Linked DNA regions of Siniperca chuatsi: region 2 is linked to region 1. The links are chromatin contacts, called in public Hi-C maps. All regions are on one chromosome and are shown on one strand. Each heading gives the region's core, a stretch centred on a gene start, on an enhancer-like site or on the middle of the called end of the contact. The rest is flanking DNA. Distances are from core to core; before and after follow the strand shown. Region 1 overlaps LOC122871793 (aryl hydrocarbon receptor-like). Region 2 holds the start of LOC122871793 (aryl hydrocarbon receptor-like).

Evidence for each region. Hi-C and Micro-C count contacts between places; a contact is called where the count stands out from the background.
Region 2: a contact with region 1 is called in a Hi-C map of liver, with 1.7 times the contacts expected there. The contact joins the promoter of LOC122871793 here to the enhancer-like site in region 1. A contact is called at or near these places in 2 of 3 Hi-C or Micro-C datasets (liver and skeletal muscle).

What each region holds. Positions count from the first base shown.
Region 1 is chrLG24:3,327,897-3,331,623 of ASM2008510v1, reverse strand. The region is part of intron 2 of LOC122871793 (aryl hydrocarbon receptor-like); the gene reads left to right. Among protein-coding and RNA genes, the nearest start is that of LOC122872333, 30 kb to the right of the region's middle. Within about 2 kb of position 1,808, the one cell type or tissue checked has an H3K27ac peak away from gene starts, as active enhancers do. A contact at or near this core is called in liver, where this site is marked.
Region 2 is chrLG24:3,391,903-3,395,677 of ASM2008510v1, reverse strand. LOC122871793 (aryl hydrocarbon receptor-like) reads left to right here and starts at 2,030. Exons shown (of 11, transcript XM_044187179.1): 1 at 2,030-2,570. The coding sequence starts at 2,512.

The DNA of each region.
Region 1 (3,727 bases), core at 559-3,058:
CGGGGGTGGAGGTGGTTTTGGAGGTTTCTTCTGCTTTACGAGGGTTCTGGCAGTTTGGTAGGAGTCAGCTGTTCTTTGTTAGACCTCAGCGTTGGGGGTAGAGGGGTGAATGAAGTGGGTTTCTACCCCGTCAGAAACAGAGCTGGGGGGTTCTCCAGGGCAACTACGGCGATCCTCTTCTTTTCTTATAAGACTTTTGTTTATCCAGTTTTTGTCTCGCTACATGTTTGTGGTTAATTTGTGTAAATGTTTGTATTTATTCCTTTTGATAGTCATTTTTTCTAAGGTTTGTGTCTCGTTTCGTCCTTCTTTAACTAGCACGCTTGTTTGATTCTTGCTCCGTCTTTTGTCTTTGCTCTTATTTCCCTCTCTCTGTACAGCACTTTCACACATTCTCTATTTATACCTCACATGCTTCTTTCATTTCATCTTCCCCCATCTTAATCAAACTTCTGTCTCACCCTGTTCTTCTTGGTACTAAAATAGCTCATTGTTGCTGTACTGAGACGCTGAACCACTAAACCAGATCGCCTCCGGCTATGAGTGTGTTATAGGCCCTAACTCTGAGCATGCCCGGACAGACCCCCCCTCCACACACACATAGTCACACACACTTACACCAAAACCACACTAAGGCAACAGTGAAACTGAAGACGTACAAAAATTCTTGCGTCTAGTTCTGAGTATCATACATCTTTACTTAATATTTGTTAACAACCCACACACACCACATATTGTTTGTGTTATGTTTTTGGACCGCTGTTCCTTATTTGCACTTTTAATCATTATTCAGCTAAATGTACAAACGTGTCTCATTTAGTCAAGTCCCATCCTGTCCAGTTTCTGTTTGGACTGCAGAGCATTTTTATCACCGTAAATGTCACATTTTTCAGGTCTAAATTTAGAGCTCCAGTCTCTCATTTGTCACCTGAAATTACAATAGTGTAAGATGATCCTTTGTAAGCGTCGCCTATCATTCCTGAGTTGTGAGGGAATGTTTGTGTGCGGGCAGGTTAACAGAAAAGATGTCAAGCCAGGTGTCATGAGATGTTTTTATTTCAAACACATCTCTATGGCAGGTTTTTTCACTGCTCAGCACACTTTGAGATGAGGAACTAATGTGTGAAATTCCCAGGTGGAGTAAAGAAAACCTTGCTTAAAAAAAGATCCTTATTGGCCCGAATGTAACACCACCCTGATTTTTCCAACAGCTGTTTTTTGAAAAAAGACATTGGTCCTGTTGGGAAAGTTTCCCGAGAGAATCCTCATGCTCGAGGCCTTTTCTCTTGTAAAAAGTGAAACATGAGATGAATTACAATCCCACATTTGTGGGATTTACGTTTGGCTTATAAAAAAATCGATATTTTTAGGCTAAGCCGCGATATATGATATATATCTCGATATACACATTTTCTCTAAAATAACATACCTTAAATTCTCAAATAGTGCAAACATGATGATTGATGCATTGCCGTAGATTAAACTACCCAACAGTATATAAAGCAGTTATAATCAGCTCAAACTTAAACATCTACAGCAGTAAAATGCAACATACACATTAATATTAATCCAGAAACATCAGATATAATTGGAAAACACTGACAGGGAAGAATTTACTGCACACTGAGTACTTGCAGAACTTGTACTTGTAGTGGAGTATTTTCACAGTGCGGTTGGTGTTAGTACTTTTGCTTAAGTAAAGGACCTGAATACTTCTTCCACCTCTGGTTAGCTCACCCACAGCCTGACTGCGCCTGCGTTACCGGACGAGCCTTCCCCTTTAAGGAAGGTGGCCTTGTGGGCAACCAGCGGTGTTGCTGTGAAAGTGAGCCTTCACCTCACGTTACTTCAGTCAGCCATAAAGTGAGAGGATGAGCTCAGGTTGCAGTATAATAGTTACTGGACGGCTGTGTGTTGTGTTTGCTGCCACAGAAAATGAATACGGTTTCACAGAGTTGCTCCAGACTGTGAACAGCTAAAAATCATAAAGTTAGCTGCTAACTAGCTAGCTGTTCACAGTCTGGACCAACTGCTGCACAGAGCAGAAGACGTCGTAGTAACGTTACATAAACAGGGGCTTTTTATTTCTTTTCTGCGCTAGCAAACACAACAAACAGCCTTTCACTAACTATTATACTGCAACCTCAGCTTATCTACACACTTTCTGGCTGACTGAAGTTACGTAACTACCCCTCAGAGGCGACCTGCGGAAACACTGAAAACTCGAATATGACATTAATTAATATTCGTTACTTCTTGTTTCAGTCACCTTTCAAGCAAAAATGACAAATATTTGCTTATTCCAGCTTCTGAAATGTGAGAATTTTCTGCTTTTCTTTGTCATAAACGACAGTAAATGAAATATGTTTGGGTTTTGGACTGATGGATGAAAATGGCTTTGCGGTTAGATAATCCTGGGCATTTAAATCATCACGTTGCCAGCAACTGCTGAACACTTGCCTTTGAGCAGTGCTTTAAGCTGGCAAAAACTGCCCCACTAAAGCTGCTAAATGCCCAAAAGTAAATGTCTGTGGTTGTACTGGGAAGCTCTCAGTTGTTACAAGTAAGAGGCTGTGGCTGTCGTAGGACTCTCCCAGGTGGGATTCTTCATAATACTGGTGATGGGAAGCAGGGCGTTGCTGGGAAAAGAGTGCATGTGCTCAGCTAATCTTTCCTGGGTAAATAAACACACAAAAAGCAGTGCTTGTTTGCACCTACTCAGGCTGTGTTTTAAGTTTTAAACGCTGCTGTAGGGCTGCAAAACAAAAGACGATTCAGTATTTAAATTCACGAAATGTGAGAGTGCATGAAATCGATTGGCGCTGTTGTGTTTTGCCATAAATCATGCTGTAAACGCTGTGCAGAGCATGCCATGGGAGCAGTAAAACATTTGGCATGGCACAGGGGGAAAACTCCCCGAGAGGAGAGGAGAGGGAGCAAAGGAGCATGGGATTAAAAATGAGAAGAAGTCTGTTTTAACATGAAGCTGTTATTTAAGCTCGCATGTTGACACATTTCACAACCCATGATGGGAAATTACCAAAGGTTCAGTATGAGAGCAGGTAAGGTTTGGCTGCGGTGGTGGTGACGGTAGTCGACAGGTAACTATTGGTCACTATTCGTGGCCAGATTTTTTAAAGCCTTTTGCACCTTGTTTTGCATTATTATCAAAACAGGAGTATCGGCTTGGAAGCACAGTTTCCTCTTTTATTCTACAGAAATCTCAATGAGCTTCAACAAGAAGTGATTTGCTTTTGAATGAGATAAGACGAACTTTCCTTTTTGATCATTTTTATTTGTTTGTTTACCTGAGATGATTTATAATAACTTACCAACCAAACATTATGTTTTAAATGTGCCGCGTTGTTGTGGTTCATCAGTGTATTGTTTGTGTTTAATCCTGTATAAATGCAAAACTATAGATAAGAAAGAAAAGACAAAGAGTGAGTGCACAACAAGAATGCACATAAATGTGCCAGAATTACCCAACAGGCTATTTTTTTTAGCTGTAGTCCCTGGGCAGAAGTCACCCGAAAAGAATGTAAAATGAAAACAGGTACTGAAATAGGAAATACAGTACAGTGAGTATGCAGGAAGCTGTGCTGAATTACATGGAAACAAATACACAAGTAAAAACAGAATCCTACAGACAAATCAGTAATTATAAATGAGTACAATATGTTTTTATGCTTTGATTTTGTGCTTTAACTTGAAGGTCAGTGAACTA
Region 2 (3,775 bases), core at 781-3,280, 64 kb before region 1:
GAGGGATGGCAAACTCTCCATAAGTGGTTCAGACCTCATCAGCTGCACGTTTAGCCTCCTGAAGCTGCCCTGCAACAGGTGACAAAGTGGTAAACAGGTAAAGTTCCCTCACACCTGAGAATATCAGAATCAGAATCAGAAATACTTTATTGATCCCCGAAGGGAAACTCTTTATTACAGCAGCTCGCCTTTACGTCAGTGCACACAGGAGAAAGTAAGCAAACAATATGATACACTATAAAACTATAAAAACTGTAAACACTATAAAAACAGGTCAGAAAATAAATTTAGTACCAGGTGGGTATAAGTATAAGATAAACTAAGTGTCAAGTACCAAGTGGGTTTACCGGGTGATGATGATAGTAAAGTATAGTAATACAATGTAACAAATGAGTAATAAGTAATGAGCAGAGGTGCATGTACTGTCGAGAGTAATGGAGGTATATAATATCGATAACAATAAATAAGAAAAACTAACATGGCAAAACTAATATTGCACGGGAGTAATACACAGAATATTGCACAATTTTCAATGATGGAAGATGGAGATGTAATGATCAATGTCCAGTTTAGTGACTTAGGGTCATACAGACTGACACTTAGAGGGAGGAGTTAAATAGTTTGATGGCCACAGGCAGGAATGACTTCCTGTGGCGCTCTGTGGTGCTTTTTGGTGGGATGTGTCCACACTCGGCCAGCTAAAATGAAAAAGCATGTTTTTGTCTCCGTTTTGGCCGTCAGTCCACACTGTGCTGCCATTTTTCACGCCAGAAAACTGAGCTTTGCCGTTGCGCCCTCTTTGCTTTGTGTAGATACCCTGTTGCCCCCAAGTTCACGTTGAGTACAGTGCAAACGGCCGATAAAGGGCAGCTTTATTACAAGGCCAGAAACCAAGAGACCAACCAGTAGTCCGATACTAGAATACTACCCCTAAAACACAACTTTATTGAGGAATAGAAACTGAAATAACAAAGCGCTAACAACTACATTTGTTCAGGAGGGCCCTTCTTCACAACAGGGCCTAAAGATAAAGTACCCACCTTTAGTTGATATTGTACTTTTAGTGTCGCAAGTTCCCAAACAAATTTGCAATTAATCAAGCCACCAAAACAAGGTGCAACCAGCTGTCATGCCGGACAACTGGCTAATAATATACCACATCCATAAAACTTCTATCATCTGTAATTAACTGTGATTAACAACACGTCTTGGCTGTTAAAGTAAAGAAACTGAAGCTTTCACACCTGACACCTTATTGGACACGTGAGAAGGTTTACTGGTTCCCAGTAAAGGGATTGGGGGACACTGGGTTCTCTAAGAATAAACCAGTGGTGTCGTCCTAATTCAGGCTAAAAGGACGCTGCACTTCTTGAAGACTGTGGGACATGTCATGAAATATCACAAGAGACTTTATTTGAATTTATTGCAGTGTTTATAAATGTACATGGAATGATTAATAGTATGGTAAATGTATTTATTTATTTAAATTTATTGGAAACGTAAATAGATTAATCCATATTATAGTAAATGTGTTATATTTGTAAATGCAAATAGACTTATTAATACCGTAGTAAATGTATTTATTTAAGTATCTGAATTTATTGTTTTTAATGTAAATAGATTAATCAATATTATTGTCAATGTATTTATTGATTTATTCATTTGAATTTATTGTAAATGTGTAAATGTAAATAGATTAAACAATATTATAGTCAGTGTATTTATTGATTTATTTGTAAACAGATGTATTAATGCTACAGTAAATCTATTATTATTATTATTATTTATTATTATTGATAAGCTATTTTATATGCAAATATAATCTAAAATCATTTAATACTGTAATCTAATAGGATGACAATTTAAAAAATCCTCCTTAAGGTCTGCCCGGATGGAATGCAGTTTTCCAGTCATTCCTCGCCTGCGGTGTCAGTCTCAGTTGGCCCACATTCGGACCACCTTAAATATTTCTGCTCTCGCGTTACAGCGACACACACACACACACACACGCTCAAACCGCAACGGGAGCGCGCGGCGGCAGCAGCAGCAGCAGCAGCAGAAGCCCTGTCAAATCACAACGGGGGAGGCGCACAGGCAGAGCACTTACATAAAGATCCTCCGAGGACTTTTTAGGCTCCTTTTAACGTCTAAAAGTCACGGTATTCGCCGTGATCCGGTGTGGAAATACGTAAACGTCGGGATTATGGAAAGTTGCGATAGTTTGCTAACGTCTGCCGGGCGTTTGGAGTAGCTAAAGACAACAAAAAGTCGTTATTTTTCGCCCCAGCTCAGATGCGCACGAGTAACGTTACGCTAAAGCAGCAGAGGACGGACGTTACGGGGATTTTACCGTCATTTTTCCGCTTTATATAGTCGTTTTCTTTCAAGGGATGTGATTCTTGAGAACACGTTTGGACCTGTTAACGTGTAACGTTACATAAAGCCCGGGATAAAGCCACTTATTTTTACATTTTGTTTTTTTTTTTAAACTTTGTTTGCTCTGAAGTCAGCATGCTGGCGAACACGGCGCTTTATGCGGCGAAGAAACGGAAGAAGCCGGTCCAGAAAATGTAAGTCAACAACCATAAACACGCTCAAATCCCTGTAATGTTCCGGTAATATCCCTACAGTATCTGTGTGTCTAAGAAGCGGGTATACAATGCTTTTATTGTACTTTATGATCCCCATGGTATGTCTGTAAAATTCACGTGATATTCCTGAATGCACCTTGAGTGTGTTTGTTGTACTTATACTGCAATACTTTTGTAATACTGCCTTTACAGAAACTTTGCTGTGGTGCAGCAGTGGCTTTATAATGACCATGACACATTTAACTTATGCATGATGCTTTTTTTAATGGAAATATAACGACTTTTTGATGCTTTTATTGCACTAAAACCAGTTTTAATGCATTCACACAGGTAATACTTGCAAGCTTTGCACCTTTATATACACTAAGGTGGTTACAGCTGTGCAAACATCTCCAGAACAGTCAGTCAGTATGAATTACAGCCTGTGTTACATGGTAATAAGAGTGTAGTAGGTTATAAGTTGCACTCTGTGTTTGCAATAGTAGCTACATTGTCCTTAGTTGAAGCCATAAGGCCATAAAGTCTATTTTCCCTGCTGTGGTTATGCAATGTTGGCCAGCCAGACCAAGGTAATGTGAAGTGCCGAAGTCCAACAACACTGCAAGCCTATCCAGCATGGAAAATAAAGAAAACTGTTGCTTCAGTATTATTTAAATCTAATTATACCATCTGAGACAGCTGGGCTTCCCAGACTGAGTCGTGGAAATGCTCTAAAACTTTAGAAACTCATTTTACTTATTACCTCTGAAGAAGCCCCTTCTGAGTTGAATTGGGATTTATTATTTATACTGAGTTTGTGTTTGAGTGTGCTCTGGAGGCGGGGAGGTTAACAGTGGAGCGAGTGAATCCCCACATCATTCAGATCATCATAACACCTTCGTATGTTTCTATTTTTGACTGAAGCAAATTATTATTTTAAGTGCATCTTGTTTGCTCCTGGATTCCCCTTTGAGGGCCTCAGACCACAGCTTGAGAACCACTGATGCATACGGTAGCACCAGAAAATCATTCTTCACGGTTGTATATACACTAGAAACATGCTCTTTGTACTAGGAGGTAGCCTTTTTGGACTACGTTTTATTTATTCTTTTTTATCACGGTGCTGAAATTGCTCAGTACGGACCTTTAATGGTTCTGTAAGGAACCCTTTATTAACGTTTTCTCTTGCACCGTGACACACTGAT